3 separate regions of the Sus scrofa genome follow, and all the other regions are linked to region 2. The links are chromatin contacts, called in public Hi-C and HiChIP or PLAC-seq maps. All regions are on one chromosome and are shown on one strand. Each heading gives the region's core, a stretch centred on a gene start, on an enhancer-like site or on the middle of the called end of the contact. The rest is flanking DNA. Distances are from core to core; before and after follow the strand shown. Region 1 overlaps BTC (probetacellulin). Region 2 overlaps G3BP2 (ras GTPase-activating protein-binding protein 2). Region 3 has its middle 40 kb from the start of PARM1.

Evidence for each region. A called contact is a pair of places that touch in the nucleus more often than the background predicts. HiChIP or PLAC-seq counts read pairs in DNA pulled down with a chosen protein or histone mark.
Region 1: a Hi-C map of skeletal muscle shows a contact between it and region 2, with 8 times the contacts expected there. The contact joins two enhancer-like sites. A contact is called at or near these places in 2 of 47 Hi-C or Micro-C datasets (psoas muscle and skeletal muscle) and 1 of 2 datasets of contacts at active chromatin or transcription factors (skeletal muscle).
Region 3: an H3K27ac HiChIP or PLAC-seq map of skeletal muscle shows a contact between it and region 2, with 7 times the contacts expected there. The contact joins two enhancer-like sites. A contact is called at or near these places in 2 of 47 Hi-C or Micro-C datasets (embryonic fibroblasts and subcutaneous adipose tissue) and 2 of 2 datasets of contacts at active chromatin or transcription factors (alveolar macrophages and skeletal muscle).

The regions. Positions count from the first base shown.
Region 1 is chr8:70,663,580-70,667,769 of Sscrofa11.1, forward strand. BTC (probetacellulin) reads right to left here. Exons shown (of 8, transcript XM_021101433.1): 4 at 3,870-3,902. Among named protein-coding and RNA genes, the nearest start is that of BTC, 29 kb to the right of the region's middle. Within about 2 kb of position 2,127, at least 9 of the 83 cell types and tissues checked have an H3K27ac peak or open chromatin away from gene starts, as enhancers often do. A contact at or near this core is called in skeletal muscle, where this site is marked.
Region 2 is chr8:71,329,741-71,333,542 of Sscrofa11.1, forward strand. The region is part of intron 2 of G3BP2 (ras GTPase-activating protein-binding protein 2); the gene reads right to left. Among named protein-coding and RNA genes, the nearest start is that of G3BP2, 32 kb to the right of the region's middle. Within about 2 kb of position 1,256, at least 16 of the 83 cell types and tissues checked have an H3K27ac peak or open chromatin away from gene starts, as enhancers often do. A contact at or near this core is called in skeletal muscle, where this site is marked.
Region 3 is chr8:70,746,354-70,750,097 of Sscrofa11.1, forward strand. No RefSeq gene overlaps it. Among named protein-coding and RNA genes, the nearest start is that of PARM1, 40 kb to the right of the region's middle. Within about 2 kb of position 2,023, at least 7 of the 83 cell types and tissues checked have an H3K27ac peak or open chromatin away from gene starts, as enhancers often do. A contact at or near this core is called in skeletal muscle, where this site is marked.

The DNA of each region.
Region 1 (4,190 bases), core at 877-3,376, 670 kb before region 2:
ACTCAGAAACCTGTGCACCCAGAGAGATCACGGTGGTCACTTCAGAAGGGCGTTTCACACTAAGTTTGCTATGGCACCTGGCACCCCCAGAACCTTAGGTAATCCTTGTATTAATAGCAATGACCACTATACTTCTTAACTAATATTATGAAAGGAACATATGTAACTGGCCAGGGCCACCAGAGAGGAATTGCAAAGAACTCTGGGTGATCAGTACACAGCAAATTCCTGTGATGCCAGGTCACAGAGTTGCAGAGGGTGGCAGAATGTTGCCGAGGAACTGGCTGACCTGGTTTAGGTTGGTGACTTGTACTGCTTGTATATGCCAGATATCTGCCCCCATGCATGCCAATCAATGGGACTCTGACTGAAATTTCTCCCAGAAATAACTGCAAAATATCTCAAAGGCAAAGAGCTGTGTATTTTGGCAAATAAATTGATTGGTCAGCTTCCATTGGTTGAGTTCTTCTTTCCAGAGTCCAGTAGTAGGCACTGGAAAATATCAAAGAAACAAGATATGTTCTATCTAACAATCTCCACTGGTATAAGAGGACAAATTAAAGTCAATAATAAGCACCAATCAGTAAAAACAACCATAGTAACCGTGTAAACAGTTGTGGTGCACTGAAAACAGTGGGAAAAACTCTGGATTAGGAGGGAGGAAATTACTGTTTCGTTTTCAGTTCTGTCTTTCATTAGCCCTGTGGGTTCAGGCAAGCTAATTAAGCTGTCTGAGCCTCAGTTTCGTCATCTGAAAATTGAAGATGATAACATCTACTACCTTAAAGGGCTGTTGAAAGGCTCAAATTAAAAAAAAAAAAAAAAAAAAAGGGAGTTCCCATTGTGGCTCAGTGGTTAACGAATCTGACTAGGAACCATGAGGTTGCAGGTTCAATCCCTGGCCTTTCTCAGTGGGTTAAGGATCCAGCATTGCTGTGAGCTGTGGTGTAGGCCACAGACGTGGCTTGGATCCCGAGTTGCTCTGGCTCTGGCATAGGTTGGCAGCTACAGCTCCAATTCGACCCCCACCCTGGGAACCTCCATATGCTGCAGGAGCAGCCCTGGAAAAGGCAAAAGGACAAAAAAAAAAAAAAACAAAACAAAAAAACAAAACAAAAAAAAAACAAAAAAGACACGTTAATTCCTAGCAGAGTATCTGAGACAATAAAGTCCTCGGTAAATGAACTGATTCCAGAATCTTGAAAGTCTTGGCAATTCTAAGAGAAACTTCATACCCAGTACAAAGAGAACTTATCTTTTGTTTTTGGCCACCTGCAGCATATGAAGTTCCCAGGCCAGGGATCAGATCCGAGCAGGAGTTGCAACTTAGGCTGCAGCTGTGGCAACGCTGGATCCTTTGACTGACTGTGCCCGGCACGGGATGGAACCTGCGTCCTGGCGCTGCAGAGATGCCCACCATCCTGTGGCACCTCAGCGGGAACTCCTTAAGGGAGCTTATCTGATTAAAGAAAAATTTCTGGGACATGTAGAATTTTTTCAGGAGGCAGTGGGCAACAATTGAGTTGTGGAGAATATCAAATGCAAAAAACTCAGGGTCAGGAATACTCTAGCCTTACACAGGGGGCAGGAGGCAGATTTGATGGACCTTTTGAGAAGTGGCCCAGGATGGCTGTGAATGCAAGTTAGAGACCTCAAATGTCAGTGGGCTGAAGGGTTCACATTTGAAATACGAGGCAGGAGAGAGCTGAAGAAGGTTATATGGCATATGTAAACACTAAACTATGGAGCATTTCATTGATGTATTAGATAGGAGAATACAGACTGGATTAAAGCAGGAAGACACTGGGTGGGCTGGATGAGCAAAGCAAGGCAGCCATACAGGGTGGAGGCCCAGGGCTAGGGGATGGAGGGCAAAGTGATGAATTTGAGAAGCAGTAAGACCTACTTATGGATCCGCTGTGCTCCAGAAAGGTCTTTTCTCCTTTTGCAAAGCACACCTGACTTTACATGGAAGCCCTCTGGCTCTATATCCTGAACTCTACTAATTCCTCTGGCCGTCATGCCCCTTTAATCATAGCCAGCCTTTTAATAAACACCACGCAGAGCACGATCCCAAAGAGTGCCTTAACCAGCAGCTGCTGGATACAGTGATTCCATCAGCCTCTCAGTTCATCCAAGCAACACAAATCCACACCAGCGAAAGTGCTGCCAGGCCCTGTTTTGATGGCTCACAGAGCTCTCTCCTCTGCCAAATAAGCCTGCCCTTAAATATTCCCAGCATTATTTGTATTTAAAAACCCTTCCATGCCACCAAGCAGAAAATGTCCTGTGATTCCTCCATGGAACTTTAAAACCTGGAAGAAAAATAAATCACACATGCTGCCCACCTCCGTCGCCCCGCCCCCCCCACCCCCCCCCACCCCCCAACCAGATGGGCTCCTCTCTTCCTCTCCCGTGGAAATGAGAAGGCTTATCAGCATTCCCCCTTTCAAAATGCACCTAAAATCCCAGTTGCTTTCATCTAATGTTCATCAAGGTCACGTTATCTGAAAATTGAACAGCTGTGAAATCGAACGTTTTCTGCCTATCGTGAGATCTGATGACTTAGCGCAGGGGTGAACAAAAAAACCACCCATTCCAGAGATGTTTATGAACGAAAAGGAAAAGTTAATCCTATGACCAAAGAATGATTAGGCCCCTGTGTGGGGTTGGCTGTGAAGACATGAAAGGCATGGACTTGACAATGCCTCGGGGTGGCAGGGCTCGCTTGATCTCTTCCCCTCCCACCTTACGCTTTCCCAGCCCACATTCCCAAAACTGATGCACTCCTCGGGGAGTGAGTCTGTCCCACAACATTGCGTGGGGAAAATTACATGCACTGGTGGATCAGATCACAACATCATCTCATAAATGGATGGACATCACGGGTAATGGGAAGTATCATAAACTCTTCACAAGATACTAATCCAAAGATTCTACAATCAGAGTTCCCACTGTGGCTCAGCGGTAACGAATCCAACTAGTATCCATGAGGACGCAGTTTCCAACCTTGGCCCCGCTCAGTGGGTTAAGGATCCTGCATTTCCATGAGCTGTGGTACAGGTCGAAGACTTGTCTGGAATCTGGCATTGCTGTGGCTGTGGTGTAGGCCGGCAGCTGAAGCTCTGATTTGACCCCTAGCCTGGGAACGTCCATGTACCATGGGTAGAGCCCTAAAAGACACCCCCCCCAAAAAAAGACAAAATTTTACAACAAAGTAAATGAGAAACCGCTGGGGCTACTATAGGTCAGTGATGCCAAAATTTGATTCTAAGAGCTAGTAAAAGGAATCAGAAGTAAGACCATCTTTGCTTGATGGTGTGGACAGAGACAAGGAGTAGTCATCTTCCTTGGATCATATGCATAGTTATAGAACACATGATGGATTCTCTTGGGCTAAACTAAAGTGAAGAATACATCAGACACCCAAAGTACTTAGTTGAATATGGAATTTTTCTCAATTCTATGGGTGATTTGGTTAAACAGCATGGGTCCTTCATCTTATTTTCAAGCCAAAACAGGCTTTGTGATGCCTCAATGATTACAACTCTCCACAATTGATAATTAGGTTTATTTTCCATACAGTCTTCCCTTATTTATTCCAATAGTGCTCATTAAAAAAAAATCTGTTTAATGATTTTGTGAATGATATTAATATCAGCAACTCTTCTGAAATAAACTCTAAGGGAATTACTATTGTGATGCTTTTGGGGGTATCATTACAATGTTTATGTCTTCCTGTATCTCTAAACTTTTAGTTAGATACATAGCTAAATCTCCGTGTAAAGTTTTTTAAAAGGGGGTACTAAATTTTTGAGATAGAAGTCCCACAAGTGTTAACAAGGAAAGAGAGGAAGAAAAACAAATACCTACACATTCATCTTTCCACACAGGTATCTGACCTAAAAAAAAAGAGGGGGACAAAATGGAGTTTAAGTGGTCAGAGCAGAGTTTGGAGAAAATTTCTTCCTAGTCTCTGAAGTAGAGCCTGAGGTTTGAATATTCTAGGCATCTTGCCAATAGGGGTTTCTTCATTTTACAAACTTCTTAGGCCAAGAGGGGAAGAAGAAAACTTTTTATTTATATATTTTTAAGTTAATTTTCCTTCTTATCTTGCCAACTCTTGCCTTGAGACAGGAGAATATAAATTCACAATGCCCTTGAAAAAAAATGCAAAATTGGAAAATGTA
Region 2 (3,802 bases), core at 6-2,505:
ATAGCCCAGGATGCAGGAGCTCTGCCAATGAAAGGCTGGGACACAGCCTAGTGGGGTTGGGAAAAGACAAAACAAGATTTGATCGTCTGGGAAGGGAAATGGTAAAACGAATCATTTCGAGGTCTCAGCAAAACAGGCTTCAGACCTAGAGGGAAAGTGAAGTGTTTTGTTTGTTTGTTTGTTTGTTCGTTTGGGGCCACACCTGCAGCATGAGAAGGTGTAAAAGACCAGCAGCATCACGGTGCCCAAGAAGGAAGGTTGGGTGACTGCAGCCCCGCTCAAGTACCATAGATTCAATTCAGGCCTGCCCAGGTTATAGCAATCAGACTCCAGTCTGAGATCCACCAAATTGTGATCCTTTTCAGTTGCCGCCAGGATCATCTCCTGACCTGGGTGGGTCTGAGCCTGGAGTGTGGGGTCCTGGTGTCCAGGGCTTAAAGTTCAAGGCAGGAGTGGGACTGAGAAGTCCCAGGTGAGCCAAGTCAACCTGGACATCCCCAGAGATTATCCAGAAACACGGGCTGGGAGCTCAGGAAAGAAGCTGGGCTTGAAACAGAGATTCGAGAGTAAGAGAGTTGAAGCTAGGGAGGGAGTGGGAAGTGAAGCATTGGAGCCACATTTATGGGATGAGGGATAGGAAGCAGGCACGTGAAGATTCCCACAGAAAAAATGAGTAGAACGGAGTATCTTGGCATCGAGGGAGAGAGCAAGACTTTTATTTATTTATTTTGTCTTTTTTTGTGTGTGTGATTTCTTGGGCCACTCCCGCGACATATGGAGGTTCCCAGGCTAGGGGTCGAATCGGAGCTGTAGCCACCGGCCTATGCCACAGCCACAGCAACATGGGATCCGAGCCACATCTGCAACCTACACCACAGCTCACGGCAACGCTGGATCCTTAACCCACTGAGCAAGGCCAGGGATCGAACCCACAACCTCATGATTCCTCGTCGGATTCGTTAACCACTGAGCCATGATGGGAATTCCGAGAGCAAGACTTTTAAAGAAAGGGGCCATTAACAGTCACTCACCAAAGAAAGGACCCAGAGGACAGAGACTGAAACAATGTCCAGGATCTGGCTGCCTTCAAAAGAAGAATTTTCACAGAAAGGAGTGAGTGGGAACCAGGTGGCAAGGAGTTAAGAGTAGGAAGCTAGAGGCTGCCAAACAAATCGGTTGGTATTTATGGTCGTAAGGCCAGAGTGGTGTTTGTTTTGGCGGTGGAGTTGCTAGGCTATGACAAGCACACACTGAACTCCTGCTCCGCCACCTCCCTTTTATGTCTGGATCACCTAGTCTTGCCGAGTCTTAATTAATAACTGTGCTGTGTGTGTTTCGTCTTTTTCTGACGTGAAAGCCAATGACTCTCTAAGGCCCTCTGTGGTTGCCAACAGTCCATCACGGTGTGGGTGGTGTTAAACAAGGGACCTTGGTGCTTGTCCCTTTGAGCACAGGAAAGGGGGTCACCCAGCAGCAGACTACGAAGAAGGGGAGAAGGTCTTCCCCTCATCTTCCTATTTGTTCTTACTTCCCAGGGCCCAGTGGTCTTGGCAGAAAACAAACAAACAACATTGAAAGGTGTAAATGATGCAGGCATAGCAGACAATCGCCAGCCTTCTGGCAGTTGCTCATGATCATCTCTGTCGTCATGGAAAGCGGACTAAATCCAGAGTGTGGACGCCAATGGGCCAATTGCTAATTTTATAATTGTAATCCTTTTACAGAGTTCCCTGTTCACATGTACTCAAAAGGTAACATGAAGATGAATTCACAGCATGCTTCACATGACAGGTGCTCAGATATACTTATTCAAGCAGTCAACGTGGTCATCCCTAATAAAAACAAGTTAAGACAAAGGGAACAAGGCCTCCTTAAAAGGTACAAAAACTTATATTCAGACTTTATTTTTTTAATTTTTTTCTTACGCAATGAATTTACTACATTTATAGTTATACAATGATCATCACAATCCAATGTTATAGGATTTCGATCCCACAACCCCAGCGCATTCCCCCACCCCACCCCCAATCATCATCTCTTTTAAAAAGACAAGTGAATTGGGCTTTTTTGTGCATGGCACCAAACCCAGAAGGCTTAGGAAAAATAATCGAAGAAAATTTAAGTCCTAAAATTAATGCATTTTGCTAAAAAAATTATGGATGAAATGATCTGATGTCTGGTATTCACTTCAATATAACAAATAACTTAGGAGAAGTGGGTAAGAACACAGATAAAATAAGGTGAGCTTCGAGTCGATAATTTCTTAAGCTTGGTGAAAAATATGTGGAGATTTAATATACCAATCGCTCTACTTTTATTTCTTTGACATTTTCCACAATATAAAGTTTTAAGAAGTAACAGACTTTTGTATGTTAGATAATACCTTGAAAACAAGATTGAAAAGCAAGCAATAAACTAGGGGGAAATGTGCAAAACGCTGCACTGTTAAGCTTTATATCCTTAAGAGAGGAGCTTTTACACATGAATTATAAAGACTAACAGCTAATAGAAAAAAATGTCAGGAATGGGTAATTCCCAAAAGAAATACAAAAAGCTAATAATCATATGAAAACATATTCAACTCCACTAATTACGGGAGACAGAATAATGGCCCCCCTCAAGGATGCCAGTGTCCTAATCCGAAGACTTATGAATATGTTACTTTACATGGTAAAAGGGGACTTTGCAGAAGTGATTAAGGATTTGGGGACCAGGAGATTGTCCTGGATTATCCAGGTGGGCACAAAGCAATCACAAAGGCCCTCAAGAGAGGGAAACAAGAGGGGCCACCTCAGAGACAGAAACGGTGAAGAAGATTCAAGGATGCTATGTTGCTGGCTTTGAAGATGGAGGGAGGGACCAGGAGCCCAGAAGGGCAAGTGGCCTCTAGAAAGTGGCACAGGCAAAGAAACCCCTTCTGCCCTAGAGCCTCCAGAAGGAAGCAGCCTGGCTGCCACCTTGACTTTGGACCAGGCACCTTAAATTCTGACCTACTGATTTCCAGTGGGCCCTCCCTTGGGGACCCCACCGCCACCGCTGCCACCACAATTATGCAACATTTCCTCTGGCTTTACTCGCCTAGATGACTGTGTCCCGGCTTCTCTCAAGGTGCCCTGCAACAGCTCCCCACTCACTCTCCCGGTGCATGCTCTTTGGTGGTGCTGTTTGCTCGATGGACTTCATCCCACAGGACAGTCTAGAGCAATCGAGACATTTGCAAACTCTCCCATCACTCAGGCCCGGGTATCCACACCCACTGGCGCCTCAGTCCCACCTGCCTCGCTCCCTGTGCTGCACTCCTCCCTAAGGCCTTGCCTCCCCTCTTGTGGACTCTGGGGATCACTCTGCAGGGCAGTGCTCCATCGTCACCAATTTTTCTCTCTGCACTGGATCATCCCCATCAGCATATAAACAGGCTGTAAAACAACAGCAAACTGTCCCTACCCCATTCCCCTCTAGCTACTGCCCCATTTCTCTGCTTCTTCGTAGAGTGAAATTCTTCAAAAGCGTTTTTTATACGTGCTGTCTCTAACCCCTCTTCCACTCCTTCTGAACCCGCTCCAATTTGGCTCCAGTCTCAGAACAGATCTGCACTGCGGTAATCAGTATTCCCAGAAGAAGAAACTTGTTCAGAACCATGCATCAGTCCATAGCTGACTAAAGGCTGGGCCCTTCCTACTCCCTGCTCAGTCTGGCTCTCCAATTGTCCTTTCTTATTTCTTCCTGCAAAATGGACCACCCAGCCAGCCTCCTAAACACTGGACTGGCTTGCATGTCTTATAAAGTATCTATAGGATTTGAT
Region 3 (3,744 bases), core at 773-3,272, 580 kb before region 2:
CACAGAGAACCAAGTCACTGCAGCTAGATTCTTTTTTTTTTTTTTAATTGTCTTTTTTTTTCAGGGCTGCACCTGCAGCATATGGAAGTTCCCAGGTTAGGAGACTAATCAGAGCTGCGGCTGCCAGCTGAGGCCACAGCCACAGCAACACCAGATCCAAGCCACGTCTAGGACCTACACCACAGCTCACGGCAACACCAGATCCTTAACTCACTGAGCAAGGCCAGGATCAAACCTGCAACCTCATGGTTCCTAGTCAGATTTGTTTCCACTGCACCATGACGGGAACTCCTGCAGTCAGATTCTTAACCCAACTGTGCCACAGTGGGAACTCCTAGATGATATATATATATATATATTATATATTCCATGCTCTGAAAAAACAAGCTGTAGTAGGGACTCAATAAATTAGAACTAATATTATGTTAACATATTTGATGAGTCTATATTCTTTTCTTCTCACTTTATTCCCCAATTTATAAAGCTTAGAAATAGACCTAATGACATGTAGTTTGTTCTTGACATCTAAACCATGGAGTTCTAATATCTGAAATTCTAGGCTAACTATTTAGACTCAACACACTTAAGCAAAAGATTGTTTTTTTCCTTCATCTTCCTTGACCCAAAAAAGAAGGGAAGATTTTTTTTCCCCTAAAGTTCAGATGAATGATAAATCTCAGAAAGTAGCCAAATGCATTAAGCAGAAGGAATAGTGAGAACAATTTCTTAAAGGTTAAAATTTTACATAAAGTTAAAACACATGAGACTTTAGAAATGTCTAACCTTCGGAGTTCCTATCGTGGCGCAGTGATTAATGAATCTGACTAGGAACCATGAGGTCGAGGGTTCAATCGCTGGCCTTGCTCAGTGGGTTAAGGATCCAGTGTTGCCATGAGCTGTGGTGTAGGTCGCAGACTCGGCTCAGATCCCCACGTTGCTGTGGCTCTGGCGTAGGCCAGTAGCTGCAGCTCTGATTGGACCCCTAAACTGGGAACCTCCACATGCTGCAGGAAGTGGCCCTAGAAAAGGCAAAGAGACACACACACGCAAAAAAAAAGGTCTAACTTTGAAAAGCAAATTCTCTGTCCTTGATTTTCTGTAACTTTGGCACTAATCTCCTCCATCCACTTTATCTTAAAAATCTTGATGACATTAGAACATGACTTGTGTTATATACAAAGGGCTATGGATAAAGTGAATATGTGTGCATTGAATCCTATCTCCCAGGGAATGTTATTTTGAGAATGTTTTACTTAGAGAAAAGAAAACACCACCAATACAGAAAAGCAGCCAATGGGTAGTTATTGAATTCCTTCCTGAAACGTGACCAACGGGAGAGGAAGAACTACTCGATAACTTAAAATGTTTTACATTCACTTAACCATAGTCTACTGCACACACTCATATTTCCAGCCAAGTGAGACAGCAGTCAGAGGAATAAGTCAATTTATCTTGGCACCTGTTTTAAAAACACACATAGGTTAATGTACAACACTCAGATTTCACTCCTATTTCTTTGAAAATGACTACGTAGCAACACTGGCTATGCCCAGCCAGGAATTTAGCAGAATTCATGCAGTAAAAGATACAGAAGGGGATCTATTTCCAACTGTAAAGCTGAAGGATTAGTTGAATTCCTGTTTGTCAATCTAACAGCAATGGTGTTGACACTAATAAAAGTGGAAATTATAAACTGCTCCGGTAACATCCATGAGAGGTTTGTTGAGCCCAGGGCTAAATGATAAAAAGAGGTTCACCATCTCATTAGGAGAACTGGAAAGTGTTTATTGAGCCAGCGGGGAGCTCTGAAAATGATCTTCCTCTTCTTGGACCTGCCACCTGGTGCCTGAGAGCATGTTAACCATGTATGTGGAAATTGCGCCCGAGTTTATTAAGCAAACAGCTATGAAATGTAAAACCCCATGAAAGGGACACCTAGGTGGCTTTGGCTCGCCCCGTGGCTGCTCCCAAGAGCCAAGGGCAGATGCTCCTATTTAAGAAAACCTGTGAGATCCCTTTAACCTTCTCTTTCTGGGCAAATCTCCCAGCGAAGCCAGCAAAGCAGTCTATTTATACCTGTGCAGGGTACAGAGAAAAATCTCAAAGCTACATCTCGAAAAAGCTTTAAATGGACTCTGTCCAATTATAAAACTGAGCCCCGGTGATGGCACACGCTGCACAGTGATTTAAACAGCATCTTCTTCCACAGCCCCACCAACAACCCCTAGAAGCAAAATATAAGCCTTAGAACAAGTTAATGAGTCAAGGGTCATGCAAGAAATAACATGCTTTTTGTCTCCACCACGAGACCCATTAGCAAACTTCAAGTGGCAGCTGCAGGCTCAAGCTTCCTGGATTATTACTTAAGATCATCAGAACAGTGAGGCAATTGTTCATGACCTTTTGCACCGATTTTTCTATAGGAACATGTTTACTGAACAAAGTTTCAGGAGAGATATCTTAAAGGACTTGTTACTTTGAAAAAAGTTGGTACAGATACACTGCTGTGCATGTAACCATATTTATATATTTGCTATGATTTTTTTTTGGCTTTCTGCTTCCAAAAGTATTACATTTTCATGACTTTGAAAGGAGGAAATATTCAGAAAAGCAAAACCAGGATCGTGGAGTTTTCATTGGTTTTGTTCACTTCATAATCTATCATAAACATTTTCCCATGTCTTTAAACGTTACTCTAAAGTATGAGCGCACCATGGAATGAAACACTCTAATTTTAACAATCCTGATTTTTGAACATTTGGATTAGTTCCAAAATTGCCATTATAAATTACACTTGGTGGAACATGCTGACACATAAATCTGTCTGCATGCCTTTCTTTGAAATATATTTTTGAAAATGGTAGCACTAGGTCAAAATACTTGAAGTATTTTTAAAGACTGTGATAAGCGTGGTCAAGTTCAGACTGCCACTCTGATTTATGCACACGAGAAAATGAAAATAAATAATCCTGTGGCATATTTACTGGCAAGAGCTAACCACAAAATGGCCATGCCTTTGCTTTGGTGGAATTTTTCCCTGACGGGGTAACTGGTTGATCCTTCATGACCACCAGATGGCAGCCTAGAACAGAGCAAACCCAAGGAGACTAAGCCAGGGGAGAGGGGACTCCACTTCTAGCCTTAAATGCTTGCCTACCCTGCTAGGGAGATGGGGCTTTACCAACTAAACACAAAAAAAAAAGATGGTCATCGTCCCTTAGATCAAGCCATGGAGGATCTGATGTCTTTCAAGGGACCTCAGGTTTAGGACCTCTCATCCACTTTGCTTTGCATTTCCCTAAAACTCTCTTCACACATGGGCCTCACCACTGAATCTTTTCAAATGTATTAGTTTCCTTGGAAGCAGCGAAACAGTTCGTGCCAACCCATAAACTTGTTTCGCTAGGTCACAAGGAGCCATGTCTCCTGGGGTAAAATCAAACACTTTAATTTGATATGTTTGAGCTCTTCTATTTAGTAGCTAAACAGGAAGTGTCACCAAGCAAGGTAGAGTGGCCACGAGGCAATGCCCCTCCGTGTCAAGGGTTGCTTCCCGGCTTCCTTGTCCTGTCTCTGAGAAAAGCATGCGCCACACTCTAATGCACTTGGAGTTTCCCAAGAGATGTAAAGCTGCTCGTAAGATGCTTGGTACACGCAGAAAGCTTCGCTCTAGCTGACACAGTGATGCCACTGCTGGCACCAGCCAAAAGCGGCGGGAAAATCTAGTTGATGTATGAACGCAGC